Regions from separate parts of the Hordeum vulgare genome. Here region 2 is linked to region 1. Evidence: chromatin contacts called from public Hi-C data. All regions are on one chromosome and are shown on one strand. Each heading gives the region's core, a stretch centred on a gene start, on an enhancer-like site or on the middle of the called end of the contact. The rest is flanking DNA. Distances are from core to core; before and after follow the strand shown. Region 1 holds the start of LOC123396502. Region 2 holds the start of LOC123396558 (protein Brevis radix-like 1).

Region 1 (7,456 bases), core at 2,640-5,139:
AAGTTAACCACCTCCAATCGATGGATTCATCTCCATCTTCTTCGCCTCCGGTGCCTGACATGATGGGAGTAGCATGACTGCTCGGTTGCGAGCAGCGGCAGGGAGCAGGGCTTCAGTGGTGGGGACGACGGAGGCGTGGAGTAGGGCATCAGCGATGGGGAAGACAAAGGCAGGAGCAGGGGTGGGGAAAACAGAGGCTGGTGTTGAGTTGTAGCAGGGCGTCTGCCTTGTAATACAGTGCTTTTTTTGTCCATCCAAACAGACATTAGAATTGGCTAGTCCCTACAGATTCCAACAGGCAATTACATGTACATCCAAACATCAAATCTTGAATTGTAGCCCATTTCAATATCTTGGTTGATTTGGTTATTTAATTCCTTGGGGCCAATACATACGTCCAAACACAGCCTAAGACTAGACATTGATGTAATCTAGTAGAAAGAGGGAAGCATATATAATGTCAAACAGCATAACTAGACCACACTTAATAGTATTTGTATAGCTTACCGCATAGCTTAAGAAGCATGAGTGAAGTAGCTGCTAGTAGAAACACCATGGAAATTGCAACCCAGAAGTGCTAAGGAAATATGAAGCTGTTAGTAATGGCTAAGGTTAAGTCTTCATAGAAGATTATCCAGTAATCACCATTGACCTTTTTGGACATCCCTTGTTGATGTCTATTATTTTTAAATACATTATGGTACATGTATGTAAGTATGCTAGAATTAGCAACATATCACTTTGTTGGAAAAAGCAACATTTATCCAAAAAATGCACTTTGGGGAAATGATTTCTACTGAAATGGAAAAGAATATAGGTTTTGTTGATTCGGTTAAAAGGTAGGAGAACAAGCCAACACAGGACAAAAATTATGGAACAGCAGGTGCAGTGTGTACTCTGGATTCTTACAGGAAGCCTATCCCATATCTCTTCATCAGTGATTGTTTCCCCATGTCCAGGCATTAGAGCACCAAACATCCTAATGATAATGGGAAAAGATAGGAAGCACAACAAAACAACTAGAAATGTTAGCTAAAATATTCTTTACAACATAGTTTCTGAAATGGACAAATGTTCACTCGAAGACGTCCAGTGAGTCATGTGTTCACATTAAAATTTAGTCAATAATATACTAGCAATTAGCATAGCATATAAGGTAGTATTGAGCAACCCAGTGGCCAGGAACAAGTATATAAGCGAAAATTATTGATTACTAAGTTACTATCATGTGAATAATAATACCATAAGATTTTATTCACTGTCAGCAGTTTCTACAATGTGAGACATTGAGTGAGAGTGACATTGTACAGGTTGGATTATTACTGACAAAAATGTATTGTGCAATAGAAGTTCATCGGTTTGCATCATAGTAACATGTTATCATGGCTACCTGGCTAGGCAGTCGGAACATTGAATTGAAACCCTCCCAAGTTTAAAAATACTCCCTCTGTACCATAATATATGACATTTAGCAGCTCAAATTGAGCTGCTAAAACATCATATATTATGGTACGGAGGGAGTACAATTGTAATATGGAATGTTATCCAAAATATTATTAGTAATGCATGGAACTGAAGTTACTAAACCTGCAAAATGTTAATTAATGGTCATTGATTGCCAGTGGCAGGGCTTAACTAGATATCAAGCTGGGGCCAATCAATAGTGTATTAATTTAGTACTCCCTCCGTCACAGTTTAGAAGGCACGGTTAAATTTACGTGCATTTTCATAATAGACAAGGTTTAAGGAACATTGCATTTACTCCTAACAGCTAATTAGTACTCCGTTGTACTATTTCTATATGCATGTGTAGTGTGAATGCTATTTTTCAACTCATCTGACAGCCAATCAATAACCACCTAGGTTCCAGAGAATTTGCAAGCGTGCCTTCTAAACCGTGACGGAGGGAGTATGTAAAGATTTAATGCCTGCCTTGATTAAGTACCAAATCACAATTTTTTTCGTACATATTAACGAGATTTTGATTTGGAAGGAGGGGGCCCACCCTGGCAGCTAAGACAATGTTGATTGGACATAGGTGTTTAAAATCTTAGAACATTGAGTGACTCGGATAAAACTGGAAAACCAACTTTTGGATGAATGCTAGTAAATTTCCAACAGTGATACATACAATACAAGTACAATTGCAGTTTTGCCCTAAAGAATTGTCAGTTACCTGAAATTGTCAACTAATGTAATAATTTCCAAGGCCAGGAGTGGAAGGAAAACAAGCTTTAAATCTAGAAAAGGTTCACCCTGACCTGCAGATGACAGATAACACACTCAGCTGGCAAGTGAAAATAAGGAGACAAACAAAAACGAATGTGTTTTTTGGATAAATTCACAATGAGCGTTGGATTCACCTTCCAGGTAGATACAGAGAAGCAGTTCAAACGCAACTAGCAAGGGCGTGGCAACAATGGAATGGCATGGAATACGCTGTGAAGTTGAATAGTGTAATTTACTTGCTGCCAGAAATTTCAACTTCAGAATGGAAAAATGAATTTGGAGCAAAAGTTAGCAGACACACCTGATAATTTTGAAGCAACGAAGGAGCAGGCAATGAGAATCTATACCGAGCAACGACAGCATGGAACAACCAGAGAGGAACGAAAAGCACCCTGCAGATTTGTCGAGCATTTTGAAAATTGCAACATGCAGAGGGTACCCTCAGTTCATCACCAGACAAAGTACAGCTTGGTATAACTAGGAAATGAAGACAAAACCAACTTATTTAGCTTTTGTTATCAGAAAAATAGTTGGAACCAATTTATAAGACCAGTTGCCGCCCAATTCCCCTCAAATGGTTAGTCTTCTCTTGGGTATAGCAATTAGCTACGGACACAGCCTCATCCTCACAGAGAAAGGTCTTATCCTTGGTGATAGATCTGGAAGACCCGCAAAATGCTGCCGCCTTCAATGGGGACAGGCATGAGGCTGCCATGCTGTTCAATAAAAATCGGTGTGGAAGTGCGTCCATCAGTGGAGCAGTGGTTCGGGCAGGCTTCGGGTTGGAGCTTGGCGCTTAGGGGTGGCGTGTGTGGCATTGGAATCACCTATTTTGTGGACTTTACAACACTGTTTCCTACGACCTCTCTGTACCAAGATGTAAGGCTTATTTTGGTTTTGCATATTGGAGTGTCTAGCAATGAATGGTGAAGCAAAAGCTAGGCCGTAGCAAAGTACAAAAACTCTACAGGGATGTTCTCAAATCACCAATACCAATATACCGCTTCCCAAAACCGATGAGACACGAATCTGCATGTTAAATCGGAATGCAGCTTTTTTTCCATCGATATCGTGCCAGCTATTTCCTGTTCTCGTCGTCCTCGGTGGTAAATTCAAAACAAAGCGTCCGGAAAAGAAAAAACAGCATGCTCGATCTAACTACCTCAGGGTTGCTATAATAACCGCACGAGATTCAGAGTGGTGCACACCACGAATGACGCACGGTCTCGACTCAGGCGCCCGCCCAGATTCTCGCCGAGAGCTACTGTAACTGACAAAAAAGGTACGGGCATGGCTAGGGTATGGGGTTGGTTGGGGGTGGGCGGACTAAACTTACCACCAGGAGCGGGAGAAGAAGACGCCGTCGAGCCTGAGGGCGAGGAGGGTGGTGAAGCAGAGCAGCAGCGCGTGCGCCGCCGCCTCCCGCGCCGCCCTCCGCACCCGCCTCCACGTCCCCGGCGAGCCCCTGCCCGCCCGCGCGGCGGCGCCTGATGCTGCTCCATGTGCCATAGTAGTGCGACGGCGCCCGCCGTCCAGCCCGTTCAGGAGCTCTCTTTTGTTCGTGATCCGCGTGGGAGTGGAACGCGAGAGCGACGCGCAGGGGCCCGGCCCGTCGGCTTTGGACTCATCGCACGGTCTGGAAGACCGCGTTGCCCGGATAAGGCCATCGCTTTACTTCCCTTTCTTGGCCTAAAACCCGTGCGGTTTCCTCGCCGCTTTACTTCCCTTTTTTTTTAGAGGGCGTTTGGTTGCTGGCAGCTTTGTCTGGATTCAGTTTGCTATTTCGAGAAGGGTTTGCTTGCCGGGAACTTCCCGGAGGCAAGGGCCATGACAAAACTGACGCTTTTCTTATGGCAAATTACGGAGCATGACAACTTCGGAAGTGTCAAAAGAAAAACGCAACATTACAAATACACAAGGACAACCTGTAGCAATGCATCCAAGACTTCTTATATGGCATACAAATGAAAAGCCTTCGTCAACAGAGTTGAACTGCACCATGGCATCCACGATAGGGAGACTTGACAATGGAGCAATCACATAATGGGGCGCTCGCCTTGGCCCTAAGTTGCTTACCCCCTACAGCTTCATCTGAATTACTCCCAGAAATTACTGGGGCGGTTGTGTTTTTACAAGATACATTAGCCATTCACAAAAAAAAATCTGGCTGCTCATTATGTCATCGTACAATCTACCCCTCGCCTGTTTCTTTTCTACTGTACAGCAACTCAATCCTCATAAAAAGTGGCGCGACGACCATCTAGGTAGGATCTCTTACAACTCCGCTTATTAGCCTATCTTCTTCAAGGGCTTGAATTTGATCTTTATTTTCTTGGTCGGCGGCGGTGTCCTGTCAACCGCAGCATCCTTGTTTGAAACCTGGGGCTCGGCGCTTCGCTCTGGGGCTGGTGGCGTTGCTGCCACAGTTCCTTGTGAGTCGGAGGGTTTCACTATATCTTGCTGAGAAGAAGCTCTGTCACCTTCCTTCTGCTTTCGGGCTAACTCTTTCTCCATCTTTTTCTTCTCTTTCTTAAGACGCTTTTTCGCCAGGTACTCGGGGTCATCTTTCTTGTCTCGTTTTTCGTCCCGGCTCCGCTTCTTATCTTTCTTGTCCTTTCTCTTCTTCTCTTTAGAGTGCAGCCCGTTGACGGAATCTGGAGCTTGGGTTCCAACATAGCTGGTGGATACTCCTTCAAGCTGACTGCCAGGCTTATCCACATCTTCCCGCACATTGACGACAGGAGAGAACTCATTCTTGGGCACCAGTAGCCTTGAATCAGCGGCATCTATCCTTGAATCGGCTGTACACTGTAGTTCCTTGGAAATTTCGTACGTGTCCATTACTTTGGCATTGCTCACGCTTGCAGACATCCTTGATTCACGTTCATGACATGAGTTCTGCTCCTCAATATTATGATTACTTGTGGTCGGTGGCTCATTTGGCACTCCAACCATAGGGGCATCCACCGACATAGAACTACAAGGACCCGCTTCGTTTTCATTTCTTCCACCATGTGAATGATCCCTGTGATCAGCACCATCTCCTTTACTGGATGATGCAGTACGCCTAACCCTAATTTTGACAACATTCCTTCGCTCGCTACAGTTAGATATGTTATCAGCATCTTTGGAAGGTACAGTGGCAGGTAAGACCTCACGGACACTAGGAGTGCTAGTGGAAGGTTCTTGAGGCCTTGATAGTTGAGGAACCGAGGAATCAGCTTTAGTATGCTGATCAACGGATATCTCCTGGACCAGTGGAGATGGGGCGACATTCTTTGGAACTCCATACAGTGTTGGAGGCCTGAAATAGGAAATATATCAATATAAGGGTACAATATACAGGAAAACATATTTTATATTGGAAGGAATGCTCAATGACTTCAGATTTGCCCTTGGTAGTTGGTACACTAATGAAACATTGTCACCATCTTTTTTAAATGGCCATATATATCGACCAAAACTCCAGCTGGTTATACCACAAAATAAAAATGGAAAAGCAGGTAATAATTAGTGTTGATCATGCATTATGTTTTTAGCAGAATCATGCATTACTTAGCATAATGCTCCCTCCATTCCACAATGTAGTGCGCCCGCGCTTTCCGAGATCTTAGCTTGACCATACATTAACCAATCGGTCTCGTTGGTTAAATGTATGGTCAAACTTAGATCTCGGAAAGCGCGGGCGCACTACATTGTGGAATGGAGGGAGTAATAACTAAGGATACCACTTGGCACAGCTCAGCAACACACCAAAAAGCTTTGCAGTTTAACAATCATGTTGAGTACGCTTCATGAATTTGTATCCCATTTCAGGAAAGCCAACATATGCAAAGGTTGCAGCTAACAATATAACAATCAAACATGAGAATGTGTCAACCTACACATGAAGTAACAATTACTAACCTTCCAGCAGCAATTTGCAAAATGCAGAACACATTATGGCGAAGGAGGACATTGTTGTATGCTTTTTTGCTACTGAGCAGGTGAAGGAGACCAAAGAGTGTTGGTACTTTTATCTGATCAGTAAGGTTAGATTCAATATTTGCTTGGCATATGCGCAAGACATGAACAGCCAACTTTGTTCCACCTGCAATAACTCAATGTCAAGAAATCAAGTTGAGCAAAAAGCCTAAAGTACTCTACCAATCTAACCTCGCAAAGATCTTTCTTCATCTGTATATTTCAAGAACAACAAGAGAGCTGCATCTAGCCCTTTATGGTGAAGCTCAAGATCAAGAAGAACCCTGCTAGCTTCTATTCGGACTTTCCATGGTTTATCCATGCTACGGAAAGGGGCAATTAATTCACAAATACGATCCTGCAATAACAAAAAATTGCACCACATGATTGGGTTATGCAGGAAGAGCACGGACAATAAGACAAGATAGGGAGGACTATTATAGGGATCGTTCTTACAAGGCAAATGGAAGATGATACCCTCTCCGCTATACGTGCAAGAGCCCGAATGCAGCTGACAGTCAAAACCCCATTGTAACCAGGCATAAAGCTGCATGAAATTTTCAGGCCAGTTAGTAGGAATCACCTTGATATGAGAGCAAGTAAATGAAAATACTACTAGGGCAATTCCACGAACTTGTCAAATTGCAGGAGTCGGTCAATACGCTTCAGAAGAGAGGATAGGAGGCCTATGCCCTGAAAAGGAAATCAAATGTCATTCACCAATATCAGTGGCCTCTCTTAAGGTTTTCTGTAACGAACACTTGACAATACCCCAAGAACAGAAACCCAAGGGGGGGATCAACCTAGTGACCCATATCGCCTAATTGGTGGCTCACTTTCTATCCATGGCTCAAGCATTATGGGCAAAGAAAAAGGAATTAGGATAGACCAATTTGTAAGCCCGACCCAGTGCCCATACTTTCTTGACTGGTAAATGTTGGCGTAACCATAAATATGGTCTGACAGGAAAAAGCATAATAATTCAGCTATATATAGTGCCCATAGTTCCTTAACTGGTTAAAAAAAAATCTCATCTAGCAAATACTCCTAACAAATGTGAGCACAGATCAATAGCCTGATCATGCAGTTACTGAATAGCTAATAATCCAGGACAGGAATCCAAAAGACAAATACATGGCATACTGTATGTAATCAATGTGCATTCATACAAACCTGCTGGCCAAATTCTACTTCGCCTATTGCCTGGACCATTGCAGCTAGCCAGTAGGCATCAGAGTATACATTTCCGTTGTTATCATTATAC
Region 2 (7,456 bases), core at 3,636-6,135, 780 kb before region 1:
TGAGAGTCAGAAGCTTAAGTTAAAAATTAACCCCGGGAGCACATACGAAACCACTGCACATACGAATCTCAAGGAAAAATTACACGACAATCTGAACCTTTCGCCTCACCCTTTTCACTAGCGAACAAACACAAAATTTCCACCACCACTGTTGCTAGTAATACTTTCAATGCAACACCCTCTTCGGTCCGGGTTTGCCCGTTTTAGTCTCGACTCAAGCGTTTGGATGTAATCATATTTTTTGTCCGTTTTGACATCCGACCCGTTAGAAATACCCGTCGCATTTCTAACGTAAACTTATGTCTGATTTGTGTTCAAATGGACATTGAACGGATGCCCACACAGCCGGTTCACATTTGTCTCGGACCCGTGCGGCAGCCGTCCAACTAGTACCTTGTATCGTCAACATTGACGGCACATGCACAGGTGGCCCCGTGTGTCAGCCATCAAGTCACTCGGTTGTTGTCCTCCTTAATGTGGAAGCCCATGGATCACACTCCATAACTTTCACTTCTAAGCCCTTTTGCCTTTTCAAAGTCCGACACACCAAACCTTAGCTCCGATATCTTTCTTTCTTTCACCTCGTCGGCGGCGAAATGAACTCGCATTCGGTCACGTGTCGTAAGGGGAAGCACGGCCGAGGTAGCGTCATCCTCCGACCACCGCAACCGCTACTCCTTCACCCCTGCCTTCACCTTTCATCATCCCGTCGTCGGTGGCCGCTCCTCGCATGCAGCCGTTTGTGAAGGCGGAGATATGCAAGCGCTATTGGGACACGACACGTCATTGCCGTGGACGGACGTGCACCTCCCCAAAATTGACACCTCTCCGTAGATTGAGTGTTCATTCCCCTAATCCCGGTGAGCGTCTCCGGCGGTCACAAGGAGATCCACCATCGCCACACCCACCTGCCATCGGACCTCGTCAACGACCGCACGTATGCCCTAGATTCACTTATGTGGGATACCTGGTTCCCCGATGAGCACAACCTGTAGCGTCAATCGTATTTTGCACGTCGTCCAGGGAACTCTGTCGGACGCGCGCGCGCTCCTAGCCCGCCCCATACGTGGGGGCGTACGCTGGTTCACCGCCTCACACCCACCCCTTCGTCGTCGTCGTCCCCGCCACCAGAATCCACTCCGATAACCATCGATGAGGAAGAGGAGCTCATCAGGGTGGTGATGGACAACTCCATTCGTACCTACGACGAGCGCCATTTGCGGGGTCTTGAGGAGATGATGGCCTTCTCCACGGTCGGCGACGTCACCATTCGGAGTTGGAGCTGACCGTCAAGGAGGAGGTCGTGAAGGAGCCCCCCACTGGCATGTGGAACCCGTGCATGGTCGGCCAGAGTTGGACCCACAAAGGCGGAGATGGCAGACTGGGTGGATGCCGAGCTTTGGGCGCTCACACCGCCACGACCACCTTCCTCGCGCACGGGAGGAGGTGGTGCACACGCTTTCGACCATGCAACCACCACACACGCCACCCATCCCACCTTTGGACGCCTCCGCCATACGTTGACCTCACCATGAACGATGATGATGAAGACGCGTGAGGACAACGCTGCAATCGACGACGGCCAAGACAACGGTGGCATTGAAGTTTTTCTTATGTTAATTTTTAATTAAAGCATGTGCTAATGCATCATCTCTTATCACGTTATGAGAGGAGCATTAATAATTTAAGATAGAATCATGTCAATGCATTGTTACTTAGGTTGTCCATAATGGGAGTATCATATATGGTATCATGCATGCCAACTAGACAATTTGATGAGATGACATATAATTAAATAAAAAAAGAGTGTTGAGTATCATATCATGATACTGTATCATATTACATGATGTGTGCTACTATGTGTCTTGTATGGTAATAAATGAACTACTCTGTGATATTAATATATGATATACAATACTATGCATTACGAATGTGATATCATACACTAGTATTATGCATAGTATCATATGCATCATACCAGTATATGATACTATGCATTACAAACAGCCTTATGAGTTATGTATCTACATTTAATAATTTAGGGTAATGCATGTATATGATTGGACTAGAACCATTTTTTATCCACGATCACGTGTAAGGGTTGTATGTTAATTAAGATGCAACTCGCTTTTTTTTCTTCATTAGCTAGCATGTCACGTCAGTAAAATGTTTATGAAACCGCGTTAAAAAACTAATAGCATTGGCGAAAGCTTAAATGATCGGGACTTTTATGAATTTTTAGATTTTATGAATGTTTAATTGACTTCTACTTACTAGCAAAAGGGGCCGTGCGTTACAACGGGAGTAAAAAATACCACGCGCTTTTAATCTTTTTATAATAATTTTGATTTATTAAAATAATAAGCTAACTAACTAATGTAGTCAGTCCTATCCTATTTTGTTAAGAAATCAACCCGTCCATTGTTAATTCCACCATGATGAGAAATTGAGCGGAACAAGTAAAGCAAAACAAAGAGGCTACGTGAATTGATCAATGGATTGTTATCTTATTTCACTCATGGGGTAGAGAATGTGGGATCAGATGACAAACTGAATGGGGTGTTCCATTCTCTATCTCTACAACAATGCAATCTTACATTCAATACATTCATTCATCAGCAAACAAATCCCCACAAAACAAAAATTCTTGCTCGTGCTTGGCACACGGTTGGATGCATGGGGAGGGGATCTCACCAGATGATGAGTTCTTGCCGGAGGAGGGGATACGATGAGGGGAGCAAGGGTTAGGCGCCTCTATCTGGCCATAAGGAATCGCCGTTGCCGCGCCATAACCTCAGAGTTCCCCGTGTGAGCCATGGAGGCCCACCTCCACCTGCAAGTACTTCGCTCCACCGCGCCTTATCCGCGCGCCGCCGCCGTTCTGCATCGAGGAGACACATCATCCCCAGTCATTGTAGATGTCGCGTTGATTTGATCCAGAAGCTGTGCTCGAGCGCCGAAACGGGGGCAGCAAGCAGGCAGAGGTATGGCCGCGGAGGCGGGTGGGTTGAGATTGAAAACAGTGGTGGTTGAGGTCGGCCGCGGCGGTGAGTGGTGTGGCAGCAACCTGGGCACAGGCCAAGGTGGACCAGGGTCGACGCGATGCGCTCGAGCGCCGCAACGGGGGCAGTGAGCGGGGAGAGGTACGACGGCGGAGGCGGGTGGATTGAGATCGGCAGCAGTGGCGGTTGAGGTCGGCCGCGGCGACGAGTGGTGTGGCGGCAGCCTGGGCACAGGCCAGGGTGGCCCAGGGTCAATGGGAGGAGGCGATGCGTACGGGTATAATTTTTGCAGCGAATCGTTTTTTCCTTTTGCTTTGCAGATAAATGATGGAGCGCGGTTTGAATAACAAAAATTACATGGGCTTTTTTATAAAAATGCCGTGGTGGGTTTACCGACGGAAGCTAACTAACTAATGTAGTCAGTCCTATCCTATTTTGTTAAGAAATCAACCCGTCCATTGTTAATTCCACCATGATGAGAAATTGAGCGGAACAAGTAAAGCAAAACAAAGAGGTTACGTGAATTGATCAATGGATTGTTATCTTATTTCACTTATGGATAGAGAATGTGGGATCAGATGACAAACTGAATGGGGTGTTCCATTCTCTGTCTCTACAACAATGCAATCTTACATTCAATACATTCATTCATCACCAAACAAATCACCACAAAACAAAAATTCTTGCTGGTGCTTGGCACACGGTTGGATGCATGGGGAGGGGATCTCACCAGATGATGAGTTCCTGCCGGAGGAGGGGATACGATGAGGGGAGCAAGGGTTAGGCGCCTCTATCTGGCCAAATGAAATCACCGTTGCCGCGCCATAACCTCGGAGTTCCCCGTGTGAGCCATGGAGGCCCACCTCCACCTGCAAGTACTTCGCTCCACCGCGCCTTATCCGCGCGCCGCCGCCGTTCTGCATCGAGGAGACACATCATCCCGAGTCACTGTAGCTGTCGCGTTGATTTGATCCAGAAGCTGTGCTCGAGCGCCGAAACGGGGGCAGCAAGCGGGAAGAGATATGACCGCGGAGGCGGGTGGGTTGAGATCGACAGCAGTGGTGGTTGAGGTCGGCCGCGGCGGTGAGTGGTGTGGCAGCGACCTGGGCACAGGCCAGGGTGGACCAGGGTCGACGCGATGCGCTCGAGAGTCGCAACGGAGGCAGTGAGCGGGGAGAGGTACGGCCGCGGAGGCGGGTGGATTGAGATCGGCAGCGGTGGCGGTTGAGGTCGGCCGCGGCGACGAGTGGTGTGGCGGTGGCCTGGGCACAGGCCAGGGTGGCCCAGGGTCAACGGGAGGAGGCGATGCGTACGGGTATAATTTTTGCAGCGAATCGTTTTTTCATTTTGCGTTGCAGATAAATGATGGAGCGCGGTTTGAATAACAAAAATTACATGAACTTTTTTATAAAAATGCTGTGGTGGGTTTTCCGAGGAAAGCAATAGCCACTTTATTACTCCCTCCGTCCGGAAATACTTGTTCTAGAAATAGATGAATCTAGACTTATTTTAGTTATAGATACATTCATTATATTCATTTTTAGGACAAGTATTTCCGGACGGAGGGAGTATTAGGTATAGATTATGTTATTAAAATGTATTCGTTTTTTTATTTTTTATTTTTGCAATGCGAAGAATTTGTGATACGGCCGCGCGTTTGATGCATGTCTAGCATTGAAGTTGGCCTCACTCTCCCTCTCCGCTGGCAATGGCAGTGGCAAGTAGTACTACTCCTGCCAGTGGCCACACGGCCGCGGCCCCTCGGGGGCCCGCGACCCACCAGCGGCGTGTCAGGGAAGCTTTACATTGATGGGTCCGTCGATCCAGTCGAGCCCGTGGAGTCGGGCAGGCAGCCGCTCCATAAATTAAATCCCACTTGGCTCGTGCCGCCCGCAGTGCGGCTGCTGCCATTAACCCGCGATATACTATAATCCGGCCATTAATGCCCTTAACTCGAGCTCGAGATCGGAGGCGACGAGGGGCGTGCGCGCGCGCGCGTGTGTACTACCTCGCCACGTCCTGGTCCGTGTCGCCGTCCGTGCGCTACGTGCCGCCCCACCATTTAAGGCCGCGCGCCGCTCCCGGTCTCGCTTTCCGGGGCGGGAGGGTCTGTCTCTGTCTGTCGGTCAGAGGCGCGTGCTCGCCGGCGGCGGGATGCTCACGTGCATCGCCTGCTCCAGGCAGCTCGGCGGCGGCGGTGTGCCGCCGCTCCACGAGCCGCCGGAGGACGAGGACGTCATCGATGCCGGACTGGGCGTGGGGGGCGCTGCCACGCCCAGCACCCGGCAGGCCATCAAGGCGCTCACGGCGCAGGTGGGCTCTCGGGACTGCGCTTCCTCTCTCTTGCGACTGGAGTCCTGCTTGAGAAAATGTCGATTTTTTGTTTTGTTTTGTTTCTCTTGCTCTGTTCATCGGAAGGGGACGACGAGTTTTTTAATCCGTCTGAATCTGTCTGCAAGTCACGGCCTTTTAGGTCTTGGAATCTTGTCTCGAGGTCGTAATCATCAGATCGGGTGGGACTGAATTGACGGGGGATTTTCTTGGGTTCAGATCAAGGACATGGCGCTCAAGGCGTCGGGCGCGTACCGGCACTGCAAGCCCTGCGCCGGCTCCTCCGCGGGGGCCTCGGGGCGGCACCACCCGTACCACCACCGCGGCGGCAGCGGCTTCCGAGGCTCCGACGCTGCCTCGGGTTCCGACCGCTTCCACTACGCGTACCGGCGCGCCGCGGGCGGCGGCTCCAGCGGGGACGCCACGCCGTCCATGAGCGCGCGCACCGACTTCCCCGTCGGCGACGAGGAGGAGGAAGAGGAGGAGGACGGGATGTCATCTGGCGGCGGCGGCGGCGGCGGCAAGGAAGACAACGCCAAGGAGTGGGTGGCGCAGGTTGAGCCCGGCGTCCTCATCACGTTCGTCTCGCTGCCGCAAGGTGGCAACGACCTCAAACGCATCCGATTCAGGTGTGTGCTCTTACGCGATTGCGCCTGCATTACTCTGATTGTTGGCTGGAAAATATCTTGGTGGCCACATTTTCAGAAAATGTGATTGGAATTTTGAGATCCTCCTGCATATGAATAGATTTTTGTGTGTGTTAAATTTGGTAAAAAAACGCAGATAGATGAAGCGCAGTGTGTTGAACAACTCTCAACGAATTGAAGTTTCAAGTAGCATGTTTCATCTTTTTTACTGCTCAGTGCACGGAGTTACTACAAATTTCTTTGAGAAATGCCGAATGTGAATAGTTAAACATTTGAGCCTAAAGCTTTCGTGGTTAACCTCTTGTTCTTACTTGGGCACCGTTGGAAACTTGGTATGGTGGGATTCTTTTTGGACTATGTACTACAAAAATATTTGCCACGCTTTTTCCTCACTGCTATGCGTCCTATATATAGATAGTAATAAATCCCTTGAGATTTTACACACTGGATGAGCTGTAACGGGAACAATCTGCCGCATTGACTTAGAATAGGCTCTCATTTAACCCCTCACGTGCTCCAGCCAGGTCCAAGTCTAGATGTGTCAGCATGCATGTTGTGTGAGGAGCCGGTAGATTTAGAATTGCCCACGCTAGAAGCATAGCAGCTCCAGTGCATCAACTTGCTATGAATTTTGAACTTGCTAGTTTATGTGGGGGCAAGTCCAGCTTGCACATTTGTACTTTAGGCTACGAAAATGATACGTTTGCTGTGCTGGCGATGATGCTTCCTCTCCACCAAGGGGTGGTATTATCATGGGATAGAGACATGAAAGGCCCACAAGCCACACCCCCTCTGGGTATCCAATACAGAAGCTTAATTGGAAGACATTGGAACAGAAATGTTCTGCTCATCACTCTTCTTTGGCCATTTGCTTGGCTTGTGGTTTTCTTATTGATATGTAGTTGGGTCCCTCTATACCGGTTTATCCGGAGAACCATCCAACTTGGACACTTGACTGCAGCACTTTTGCTAATGTGCAATACTACAAAATATTCTACCATATATCTGCTACCCTATTTTGCCACTCCTATGTGTTCTGTAGTTGGTAAATCCTTGTTCTTTTAAATTTCATGACTGGATGGGCTCTAACGAGAGCAATCGGGGGCATTGTAAAATAGCAATGACTTCAGAAAATGGTACTAATTGTCAACTCTAAATTTAGCCCCCCGATGTGCTCCAGCGGTCCAGCCAGGTTGAATTATAGATGTGTCATCATGCATGTTATAGAGTTGTAAGGTTTAGATTTTTTATTCATACATTATAGAGTTTACGGGATCAGCTCCAGTGTATCAGCTTGTTATGAATTTTGAACTTGTCAATACTATGACGGGCAAGTCCAGGTTGCAATTTTGTACTTTATGCTACCAGAGTCGTACATTTGCTGTGCTGGCAATGACTCTTCCTCTCCTGGAATAGGTAGTATTAACAGGGATAGACTTGAAAGGCCCACAAGCTACTTCGCAACTGGGCAGTCCA

What was found. Hi-C and Micro-C count contacts between places; a contact is called where the count stands out from the background.
Region 2: a contact with region 1 is called in a Hi-C map of leaf, with 4 times the contacts expected there. The contact joins the promoter of LOC123396558 here to the promoter of LOC123396502 in region 1. A contact is called at or near these places in 4 of 6 Hi-C or Micro-C datasets (leaf and seedling) and 1 of 1 datasets of contacts at active chromatin or transcription factors (embryo).

Annotation. Positions count from the first base shown.
Region 1 is chr5H:427,608,084-427,615,539 of MorexV3_pseudomolecules_assembly, reverse strand. LOC123396502 reads right to left here and starts at 3,889. Exons shown (of 15, transcript XM_045091420.1): 1 at 3,566-3,889; 2 at 2,531-2,621; 3 at 2,364-2,439; 4 at 2,177-2,261; 5 at 910-979; 6 at 508-577. The coding sequence starts at 3,738. LOC123396501 (transcription initiation factor TFIID subunit 2) reads right to left here. Exons shown (of 24, transcript XM_045091416.1): 19 at 7,366-7,455; 20 at 6,827-6,885; 21 at 6,649-6,739; 22 at 6,385-6,550; 23 at 6,136-6,319; 24 at 4,266-5,533. The coding sequence ends at 4,519.
Region 2 is chr5H:428,390,626-428,398,081 of MorexV3_pseudomolecules_assembly, reverse strand. It overlaps LOC123396558 (protein Brevis radix-like 1), which reads left to right and starts at 4,885. Exons shown (of 5, transcript XM_045091463.1): 1 at 4,885-5,315; 2 at 5,553-5,962. The coding sequence starts at 5,157.